Regions from separate parts of the Mus musculus genome. Here all the other regions are linked to region 2. A link is a contact called in public Micro-C and promoter capture Hi-C data. All regions are on one chromosome and are shown on one strand. The core of a region is the stretch at or near the end of the contact, and the rest is flanking DNA. Distances in the headings are between cores, read along the strand shown. Region 1 holds the start of Gprin2 (G protein regulated inducer of neurite outgrowth 2). Region 2 holds the start of Prrxl1 (paired related homeobox protein-like 1). Region 3 holds the start of Gdf10 (growth differentiation factor 10).

The links. Promoter capture Hi-C pulls out the DNA fragments that hold promoters and counts their contacts. A called contact is a pair of places that touch in the nucleus more often than the background predicts.
Region 1: a promoter capture Hi-C map of stem cell-derived epiblast-like cells shows a contact between it and region 2, with 4 times the contacts expected there. The contact joins the promoter of Gprin2 here to the promoter of Prrxl1 in region 2. A contact is called at or near these places in 2 of 39 promoter capture datasets (hippocampal neurons and stem cell-derived epiblast-like cells).
Region 3: a Micro-C map of embryonic stem cells shows a contact between it and region 2, with 2.4 times the contacts expected there. The contact joins the promoter of Gdf10 here to the promoter of Prrxl1 in region 2. A contact is called at or near these places in 1 of 39 promoter capture datasets (embryonic stem cells) and 1 of 484 Hi-C or Micro-C datasets (embryonic stem cells).

Annotation. Positions count from the first base shown.
Region 1 is chr14:34,199,823-34,203,030 of GRCm38.p6, forward strand. It overlaps Gprin2 (G protein regulated inducer of neurite outgrowth 2), which reads right to left and starts at 1,811. Exons shown (of 2, transcript NM_183209.2): 1 at 1,588-1,811.
Region 2 is chr14:32,597,447-32,601,030 of GRCm38.p6, forward strand. Prrxl1 (paired related homeobox protein-like 1) reads left to right here and starts at 1,962. Exons shown (of 7, transcript NM_001347590.1): 1 at 1,962-2,100; 2 at 2,500-2,618. The coding sequence starts at 2,585.
Region 3 is chr14:33,922,321-33,925,818 of GRCm38.p6, forward strand. It overlaps Gdf10 (growth differentiation factor 10), which reads left to right and starts at 1,267. Exons shown (of 3, transcript NM_145741.3): 1 at 1,267-1,882. The coding sequence starts at 1,576. Gm30031 (a long non-coding RNA gene) reads right to left here and starts at 779. Exons shown (of 4, transcript XR_001781214.1): 1 at 1-779.

The sequences.
Region 1 (3,208 bases), core at 561-3,060, 1.6 Mb after region 2:
AGAGGTATCCAAGAGCACTAGTGTTGAGTAATACCTTAATGTCCTTTCTCCCACCGCGTCTAATGCAAACGCTGTGACAGCTGTGGATGACATCGTGTGGTCACTGTCCTCGGGTTCTACTGTCAACAACTAGAGTCAACCACCCTCACATGCAGCAACTATCAATGCCATTTTGAAGAAACACCCCCCTCCCCCCAGTTTTTCAGAAACTTCCAGACTAGCCCAAGCCTGAGTCCGTGGGCTCCACTTGGTTAGAAATTCTGATTCTCTCCCCAGCTGAGAAGCCTATACCTTAGGGGTGGACTGGGGAAGGCTTCTAAAGGGCCTATCTCAGACCACACTAAGTCATTCATGCAAGCAGCAGGCGCTTAGATGACAACCTCTGTGTCCAGAAAGCCACAAAAAGGCAAGCAAGTCGACAAAGGAGGGAGCAGGGTGTGAGAGGAGAATCAGGACTGCTCACAGAGTTAACATAAGGAAGTTGAAAGGCCCAGGTAGGGATAGCCCCTACAGATACCTCAAATCCCTTGTAGAGAGGGGTGTGGCCACCTACAACTAGTGGTTTGATCATGCCAGCGTGCAAATAAACGGCCTAACAGGAACACAAGCCGAATGGAGAACGCAGCAAGAGACATCCCTTAAGGTGGGTGGGGCAGCTCCAAGAATAAAATCAGTCCCTCGTAGCCTCTAACCTTATCGAGATGGCATAGAACCTAAAGGCAGAGAAATGCCAGGAAAGGGGTATGCATGAGAAAACAAGCTCCAAGACGCCACCCTGCTCACCATAGAGAAACCCCTAAGAGTCCCAGAACGCCTAAGAGTCCCAGGGCCTGAAACCTGTGAGGGTTTGCTCACTCAGGTGCTAACAGTGGGCTGAATGTGTCTCAGGGTCAACTGCAACTGCAGGAGGCCACTAAGATTGTACCTGCACTCCCCAGCACAGTGCCCCAGCATGGACACACGCCTCACTGTGGCCATGGCACAGGCGGGTTTACAGTGTGAACCTGCAGGAAAGAACGTTCATTCACAGCAGCACTCCGCATGCCAAACACAGGCCGCCCCTGCTGCGGTCAAAGGCCTGAACGCACCACACACCACGCAGCCTCCCTGGCCAGGGCTCCCTTCCCCGAATCTCCAGAGCAAAGCCCACAGTGGTCTTAGGGAGAAGTACACAACCCAAGTCTCGGATCTAGGCTACAGACCTTTCCAGGACAAAGACTCAAAGGATATGGGGCAGTGAGCTCGCTGGTAGGGATGCTCCTGAGCAGAAGAGGGCGGGGCGCTGGCAACAGAGGACAGGGTGGGGGATGCGGATGGAAGAGAGGAGAACCCGGGAGGGAAGAAGCAAAGGAAGGCGGGGTGGAGGCCGATGGGCTCCGGTCCGGGGCAGAGGAAAAACAAAAACAAAACCCGGAGACTGGGCAAAGGGAACGTGGAAAAGAGAACCGGAGAGGGCAAGGGGGAGGCAACCGTGCGGAGGAATGCGGCGCAGACAGCGGTGAGGAAGGGGTTCGGGGGTTCAGGAAGGGGGGCGCCGCCCACACCACCCCAGCACCCACCACGGCTCGTGTTGAGCCAGCCTCTCACCCTGTCGCCTCCAGGGCCGCAAAGGCCGGCGGAAGCGCTGCTCCTGCGGCCGCCACAGGTGCCCGTCGCCAAGATGGAGCCGCACTGGGTCTAGCCCCGCCGTGGTGCAGCCGGCCGCGGAGCCTGCGCTGCCAAGGGCCAGAAGGGGAAGCTGTCACCGGTACCCGGAGCAGGGGTGCTGGGGGTTTGAGGGGGGCGACTCACTCACCTAGGCGCGCCCCGCCTCTTCACGGCTCAGCGTCCCGGCCCCGCCCCCTGCCTCGGCTCCGCCCATGTCATTCCCTTAGGCTCCGCCCCCAAGACTGCCCATCCCCCCTTCCTGACCCTTCCCCCCCGCCCCCCCCCCCCCCAGCAAGGCTGTTTTCTCACTGGGCTCATCCATTTTGTGCAACCTTCCCGACAGAGCCGGCCGCTGTGTTCCAATCTCCCACCCCTAAAGGGCGCCATCGTCCTGCCCCAGTCCCTCCGTGCCCCACCTTGCCTTGCGTGGCTAGCTCCGGCAAATCCTCCAGGTCCCAAATTCACATCCTTAGAGATTTTCAATCCCTTGCTCTGACACCAGAATCCATTGACATTCCCTGTGGCCCCGCCCCCCCCCCATGTCCTTTATCTTCCTGCCCCACCTCTCACAATTCTTGGGCCTCCCACCCACCTCTTGAGACCTTTCCCCAGGTCTTGCTCTCTAGAGGCCTTGCCTGTTAGGGAGTCTTCAGGCCTGCTGGATCCAACAGCATGCTCTCAGCTCTAGACTCACCTCAGGGAGAAATCCAAGCTTGATCCAGTTCTTGAGGTTTACAATTGCAGTGTGGTCCTTAAGGAGTACCTGCCCAGCTTCATAGTCCCAAAGTCACACCCTCAGCCATGTCCTTCAAGGTCTACATTCTTGATAACCTGTCAGTCTATCCACTTCCAGGACCATTTCCACCCTTGCCCTCTGACCCAATCCCACGCTAGGATGGTTTCGCAGCCTACCTCAGGGATGCAAAGAGCTGACATGCACAGTGACTCCCAGTGGGGAGAGACCTCACTGGAGCCTCAACTATTTTCCTGTAATTCCCTGCAGTTCTGATATTTCCTCCCTAGATCCCACTGTGTCCCTTCCTAAAAGCTCTACCGATTCTGGGTTGCCTGATCCCATGGAAAGTCTAGGATCCCTATTAGCTTTGCTCCAGCATCCCCAGACACACAGGACAGGAAGCTACCCCACCTAGATCTGACCAGACCCAGTCCACCATCAAGGAGTCCCCAGGTACCCAGGGCCACAGGGTAAGAGGAGACTGGGCTTCTTCTGAGTCCCCATCTCAGAGAACTAAGTCCCAGTGTCACACTCCTTTGTTGACAGCAGCCCTGGAGCCCCAACTTGCCTAGGGTTGTTTACACTCTTCCCATGCAGTTATGGGGAACCAACACCATCTTTGTCTCTCTCCTAGTTATGGATGGCTTCACTATCTTCTCAGAAAGTCCTAGATTTCCTCCAGTCACCCCTTCCCAGCAGGTCCTCAAAGCATTCTCTCCAGTTTGGGAAAACAGCCATCCTGGAAGAGCTAAGCACCCTGACAGGGCTGCACAGGCCTGTGGAAGCTCTGCTTCTACAGCCACAGGTGTCCAGGCTTTAAGATGG
Region 2 (3,584 bases), core at 712-3,211:
GCGACAGATCAGGGTTTCACATAAATCCTTACGTCTCGATGTCAGCCACAGGGAACTGATAGAAGCTTGGATGTCTCTGTTTTCTGGGGCCAACGCGGCAGTCGGTACTAGGTTGCTGGGGCCGAGGCTCCCGCGGATAATGCAAGTGCGCGCTGAGCGGAGCTGGCGGGGAACCCTTCCTCTTACTTAGCTTCCCCAGCGCTCGACTCCCAGAGTGCGCAAGGCGCCCGGGGAAGCTGAAGCTCAGGGCAGGAGAGCATCGGAGAGGGCTTTCGGCAGACTCCGGCGCTCAGAGGGCCCTCGGCTCCTGGAACCAGTTGCAGAGAGCGGGATGCTCCCTGAGCCGGACCTGGAGGGAAGCCGGACCCGCGAGTTCGTCGTGGCCTGGGACCGAGAAAGGGTCTGCTCCGGGCCTCGAAGCTGTGTACTGGCCGGGTGGTCGCGCCATCCACCGCACGGGGCGGCTTGGCTCGCCGACGTTCTCCACTCGGGCCCGCCGCTTGGTCTTGCGGGAGTCTGTGGCCCTGGAGGAGAGCTGGCGCGGCGGGTCTGTTCGCTCCGAGCCGAGCAGTCATTTTCCAGCCTCTTCTTGCTCCCAGCAGGGCCGATTCCGGCCGGGAGCGGCTGAGCCTAGAAAGGGCCGCTTGAGTGCAAGAGGCCCAGCCCAGCCTTGAGTCCGCCGGAGCGGTGCCGCGTTTCTTCCTGGCTGTTTTCCCAGGGGTGTCCACTGGCCGGCCAGAGCCTCAGCACTCAGTTCTCCAGCTCCGCGCTACTTGCCCCGGTCGCTGGTCCACGAGTGGGCCCGCCAGGCCTTTTGTTTCCAAAGCTCTGTGTCTTTAAGATCAAGGGTGGATCTCAGGCCGGGCAGGGACCCGACCCACCACTCCGCCAAGGCTCTCAAACGCAGCATTAGAATGTTTATAAAATATTCAATTTATGTAGTCTGTCCAAGAAGCCATTGTCCCAAAATAAAATCGGCAGTCTAGACGGAACACAGACACCAGAACTTATCAACAGTTGTCTGATTCGCATCTTCTGATGCATCTTGAGTGGGTCATAATACCAACTTTATTTTCAGTGGTGCATAAATTAATTACACGCATTTAATAACCAAAATATCATTATATTCCCCCTTTAATATCATAAAGGCTTTCCGCCAGGGAAGCACTTAATAGTGCAGGGGGCCGTAACGGGCTATTATCCTGGTGTAATGCTATTACAGAACCAATTATGCGCCATTAGACTTGCTTTTTTTGCAGTTTATGTGATTTGATCCAATCCCGCGCCCCTGACTTGAAAATTTCAACCCGGTACTTTAGAGTTTAATTTTCACCCAGGCAGAGAGAAGGGCGGTCTCTCTCCGCTGAGTGTCTGCCTCGGATGCATTTTAAAAGTAATTGCGAAGGGTCCCACTGCATATCATTTGCAGGGAGAAGCGAACATAAATTCAGGGACCCCTTGCTGAGAACAAAATCAAACTTTCCTTTTGTACGATCGCTTGGAAAGGGAAGCCGTGTGCAAAGAGTACCCCCAAAACCCATCCGGCGGCGACAATTAGCAGCGCTTTGGTAATTTTGCAGTCCTGGAGTCTCCAGGCCTCTGACAAGGGCGAGCCCAAATCCAATCTCACTCAGAGAAAGAAGGGTTGAGACTGAGGGGGCCCAGAGGGCTGGGGTTGGGGTGAGTGTTTAAAACATAATCTCTTTTGGGTGGGGGATGATATTGGTAGCTGTTGTTTTTATCTTCGTTTAAAAGAAAAAAAGGGAAAAACATTCCTGATGTTTGCTGAGAAGTGACGGATTTTTTTTTTTTTTTACACCACGTGGGCCATTTGTAAGGCCCAATAGACCTATCCAAGTTACTCGCTGTAGACAGCGCTGGAAATAATCAGATTAAGGCCAATTATGCGTGAGATTATAAAGGCGAGTGCTGAGCGGCGGCGCGCGCTGTAGACAGACAGCAAGACATCTGGCCACTTCCCCAGTCACTTCTCTGGTCCTGCGGGCGCCAGCAGCGCCAAGCCCCGCCCGCCGCCAGCCGAGCCCCGCGTGCGGACTAGAGGCGAGCGCACTCCGGCCTTCTCGCCCGCCTCCCGCAGAGGTAGGCAGGGTTCCCGTGCTGCTCCCCCGGCTCCCTGCGCTGGGCCTTGGGACTTCACCGGCTTTTGGCCCGAGCTGCTGCGCTTGCAGATGGCCTTGCGCGATCGCCGGACCCAGCTGCGGTGGCCAAGTGCAGGGCTTGTGGTTGGGACCCCTGAGAACCAGGAGCCAGACTGTGCCCAGCTTGGTGAGGGCGCGGTTGTCCAGCAGCAGGACCTATGCCGAAGGCTGACCGTAGGGTCGTGGCTTGGGAAGGGAGGTGCAACCACTTCTCCCACCATCCCCGCGGTGGCCCCAGGGGACCAAGGGCTTCGGGAAGGGCTTAGTAGGAGGAGCACTCCCTGTGATCCTCGGGGTGTGCGGGCAGGAGACTCAGGCTCTATTGCTGTTTGCTTTGCAGCCAGGCCGGAGCCACGCACAGGCACAAGTCTGCCAGGCCGCTACCAGCCCTGGTCCAGCCATCAGGGCCCATCCGACCGTCGGCGATGTTTTATTTCCACTGTCCGCCACAGCTAGAGGGTGAGTAAGCGCCGCTTTCCCGGGCTGTTTGGCCAGGCCAAGCTAGCCAAAAGGGCCGGGCCACAAAAGGGTTGATAAGTATTGGGGTCTTCGCCCCACAAGGTGGCAGCCTCTTGGCAGGGTTTAGGGGTACCCTTAGCCCCCCCCTACATCCAGCTCCATCCCTCCGCCCTGGTGCCACCTGCCTCCCACCTCCCTCTCCGCCTGGGTCGCGCTGCCCCGGGCTATGGGTGCCTCAGGGACGCCTGGTCCTCCCAGCACAGATGCTGGTGTCACGCCTCTAATCGGGGCTCCTCCGCCCAGGGGGCCCGCATCAATCTTTCACGGTGTTTTGCTAACATCCCAGAAAACCAAAGCAAGTTGAACTGCCCTCTGAGTCCTGGGCTCCACTACGTGTCAGGAAGGGCCTACTCTCACCCTGGGCGTTGGCAAGAGTGCTCCGGGATCGCACACGAAATTCTGGACAACTTAAAGTCAGTTTCTAGCGGCAAAGCTGTCCCTGGATGCAAGCTCCCTGATAGTTACCTGTCAGGAGTGTCCAGGAATAGTTTCATCTCAGCGATTTACTGAATTTCTGACTACAAATGACCAGCTCGTCAGCCCCCAGGACCAGGGTCTGGTTGTTTAAGGTCTCTAGACCTTAGGGGGGAAATGCCTTTCCCTATTCCTGGTGTGTTTTCTTCTCCCAGTTGTTAAGTGGGGCAGGGGTAGTGAGAAGTGAGAGAAGCTTGCATCCCTGGGTGTCTCTAACCAGGGCCTGGGAACCAAAGGGTGAGTTCTTCCTGGCAGTGATCTGTAGCGTCAGGTGTACATACTCCCCCCCCCCTCGCTCCCCCCCCCCCCCCCCCGTGCTTGTGCTGTGGTTTGGAGGAGACACTCAAAGGTTTATAATTCCGGGACACTTGTCCACCTTGCTGTAGGTTGCCTTGAGCAGTCTTCAGTCTCAGCCACGATTTGGGAAAGTTT
Region 3 (3,498 bases), core at 17-2,516, 1.3 Mb after region 2:
AGAATGTTTTTAAATGCACAAAATGGAATTCCCAAGTTAACAGAGAAAACCAACAGTACTCTAATATATAAAAATATCTTAAAGCACCTCTGCAGCATGACAATAATAAATATTCTATTTCATTAATTCCTTAATTAGCAGGGCCCAAGACTTGTTGTAATTTCAATAGTGTTTAAGCAAAAAATTTACTTTGGGAAATCTGGAAAACCTTCCCAGGTCCAATGAAAATATCTAACTAATGTCTATCTGTGAAAAGCCACAGCACTTGCCACTATGACTGCTTTCTTGTTCACATAACATTAGAAATTACTATGTTTCAGTTAAAGTTGGTAAAAATGACCAGATCTTCCCCCACCAGGACCCCGAATTCTATCTATAGGGAGGTAAGTTTGCTAGAGTGAAGCACCTTTGGGGCTGCCCTTCTGCCCCGGGACTAAGCTGCCCTAGCAGGGGTCAGCGACACCCTACACCAGCACTTCATTCGGAACTCTTTTTCAAGAAAACTGTGGGCTTTTTCTCCTCCTTCCCTGACGCTTTGAAACTTTTTACAAAGTAAATTGAAAGCATGCCCTTTTCTTTTTTAAGCAATCCTGTCCGATGTTTTCTACAGACCTTTCCTGTGTGTCTTCAACAAGTGGAAACACCGTTGCCAAAGAAAGGGTCAAGTTAACCTGATGATTCTAATTTTGTGTTTTGATCAAGATCTTGCTTCCACCGATTTAGGTTGGTTGAGCTTTGGAAACACACACACACACACACACACACACACACACACACACACACACCTTCTGTTGTTAAATCGCCGGAGCTCCTGTTCCCAAGACTGCACCTTTGCATTTTGAGCACACACTAGCTCAGAGACAACTAGGCACACATGGCCTCTGGGTCCTCATGGGGGAGCTGTCATCTTCCAACCACATAGCCATAGCATGCCATTGCAGGGACAACCCCGCAGGCGGGCCCCCTCCAAAGCCCGCCCAGCCCCCGCGACGCCCTGGCTCAGCTGCAGGCAGCGACACTCCGGAGCCGGCTGCGGGGCTAGTCTCCGGCTCTCGGCGGGGGAGCGGGGAGCGCGCCCGCCCACACCCACGGCCCCCACACTCGGGAGCGCACACCCCGGCGCGCGCACGCCCGCACACCGGGACGCACGCACAGCACACCGGGGCCACAGACCGTCTCTTGGCGGCGGCGAGTGGGGACACAGCAGGATCCCCGCCCCCCGCACCCCCGAGGGCGCTATCGGCCACCTCGCCCCGCCCCGCCCCTCGAACTCGCCAGTCCCGGCGCCGCTCCGTGGGCTGCAAAGTTTGCAGCGCGAGGCCGTCAAGGGAGCGCGCCGGCGCGGGCTCGGCTGAGCTCCACGCGGCTCAGGATAGCCGTGGTCGCTGGCCCGGCGGCGCGGATGCTCGGCGCACAGCGCTGCTACAGAGAGCCAATCCCGATACCTCGAGTGGGGTCATCCGGGCTGTCCGAGTCCCACAGGGACACTCCAGCCGCGGACGAGGTGCACAGCCAACACTGAGCCCTCCTTGTCTGTTCTCCTGGGCTCAGACCCTTCACCACCGTTACTCAGCCATGGCTCCAGGTCCTGCTCGGATCAGCTTGGGGTCCCAGCTGCTGCCCATGGTGCCGCTGCTCCTGCTGCTGCGGGGCGCAGGCTGCGGCCACAGGGGCCCCTCATGGTCCTCATTGCCCTCGGCAGCTGCCGGTCTGCAGGGGGACAGGGACTCCCAGCAGTCACCCGGGGACGCAGCAGCCGCTCTGGGCCCAGGCGCCCAGGACATGGTCGCTATCCACATGCTCAGGCTCTATGAGAAGTACAACCGAAGAGGTGCTCCACCGGGAGGAGGCAACACCGTCCGAAGCTTCCGTGCCCGGCTGGGTAAGTAGAAGATGCACCGGGAGTCCTAATCCATCAGTTCTCTATCTGTTTTCTCTGTTCCTTCGCAGCTTTCTTCTCCCTTCCTTTCTTGTACTGACTTTTAATTCATCTTTCCACTGACAATCCACTCAGTTCCCTGAACCAGGCCAGAGCTTGCAGTTGGGACAAGTGGTACTTGGTGGCAGACCTCCTGTCCCTGGGAGCTTGCACAACTGCTGGACAACTATCAGCATATACTCAAGGCTTTAGGCACAGAATGGAGATGGGCATGGACTGAGGACCATCCGTGCCATAAGTTGTGCTGGCACTTGCTGTATGGGGGTCACAGGGATTGCTCAGCGAGTCACAAGGCAGCACCAGTGGAAGTGCCAAGCACGGAGCCCGGATAGGAAGCTTGATTTGGGTAGCAAGAAAGCACAGAGCACTAAGAGCCTGTGACCTCAGGACGGAAAACTTCAGAAGAAAGGTCTCAGAAAAGGTCCAGAAGCACCTTGCCCAGGTCCTGGTCCATGCCCCACTTTACTCTCTTCACACCTAGGGATGAACTTGCCAGAGGCCATTTGACAGAGGCTCTCCCCACCCTCTTCTTAGGGAAGGTGGCTCTGAGCCCCAGCCCACTAACTTTGGGCTGAGAAGCCCTTGCAAGGCCCGGGCTAAGTGCGGGAGTGCTGAGGAAGTGAAGTCTGGGAAGCAGGTGGTGAGAAGACCCTGGTTGTCATGGTGACTGCTCATGGTTTCAGAATGCCTTTCCAGAAAATGTGGGCAGGGGTCTCCTGCAGTCCTGTCTGGGAGGAGGCCGTTCCCCAGGAGAAAAATCCTTCTGTCTGCGCTCTTCTTTCCCAAGGTCGATAGGCGCAAACCTTGGCGATCTTCGAGGCTGACCTGTACAGCCCCAGGGCTTCCCACCTGCTGCTCACTGGGCGCCATCTTGGCTTCCGATTCAGACAGAACATGGGTAATGGGGCATCTTTTCCAAAGAACAGAGCCTTCGTCGTACCAGGATGTGTTCCTAGGTTCTAGGCCAACTCTGGCCTCCCTGGGACCTTTTAGTCAATGCCTGGCATTCGTTTCTGGAGAAGCTTTATTAAAGTAAGCCCCTTAAGGAACATTTGGCACTATTGAGTTAAATCATTAAAACTATGTGGACTTGTTTGTACTTTATAAAATGGGCAGCACACAGCAGCATCCCCCTTTCTGGGGTGGAAGAAAGATGAAATGGAGTAATACTGTACGTCCAGCGCCCTGGCCAGATTGAGTAGTGTTGTAATGCTTGGAACAGAAAGTACTGTGATTGGTGCTTTGTGTTCCTATAGGCTTGAACTTGACCTGTGTTGCCCATTAACTCTTGCCCCTGGAACCTTGAAGTGCAAACAGAAAGGTCGTCAGGGGTCACCACTGCAAGAAGTGAGCGTATCCCACTGGGCACAAACATCTGCTGCAGCCTGGTTATGGAGGGGTACAGTAGTGTCTGTTTTCACCATACCAAGGTGATGAGACTTCCTAGCACAAAATAATAGTGAACATTTTAATGGCCTGGGGACTGGACCTTAAATCCAGCACTCCCATTTCACAGATAAGGACAGAAAGACAGATCAGGGGAGAAAGTTGTTGCATCA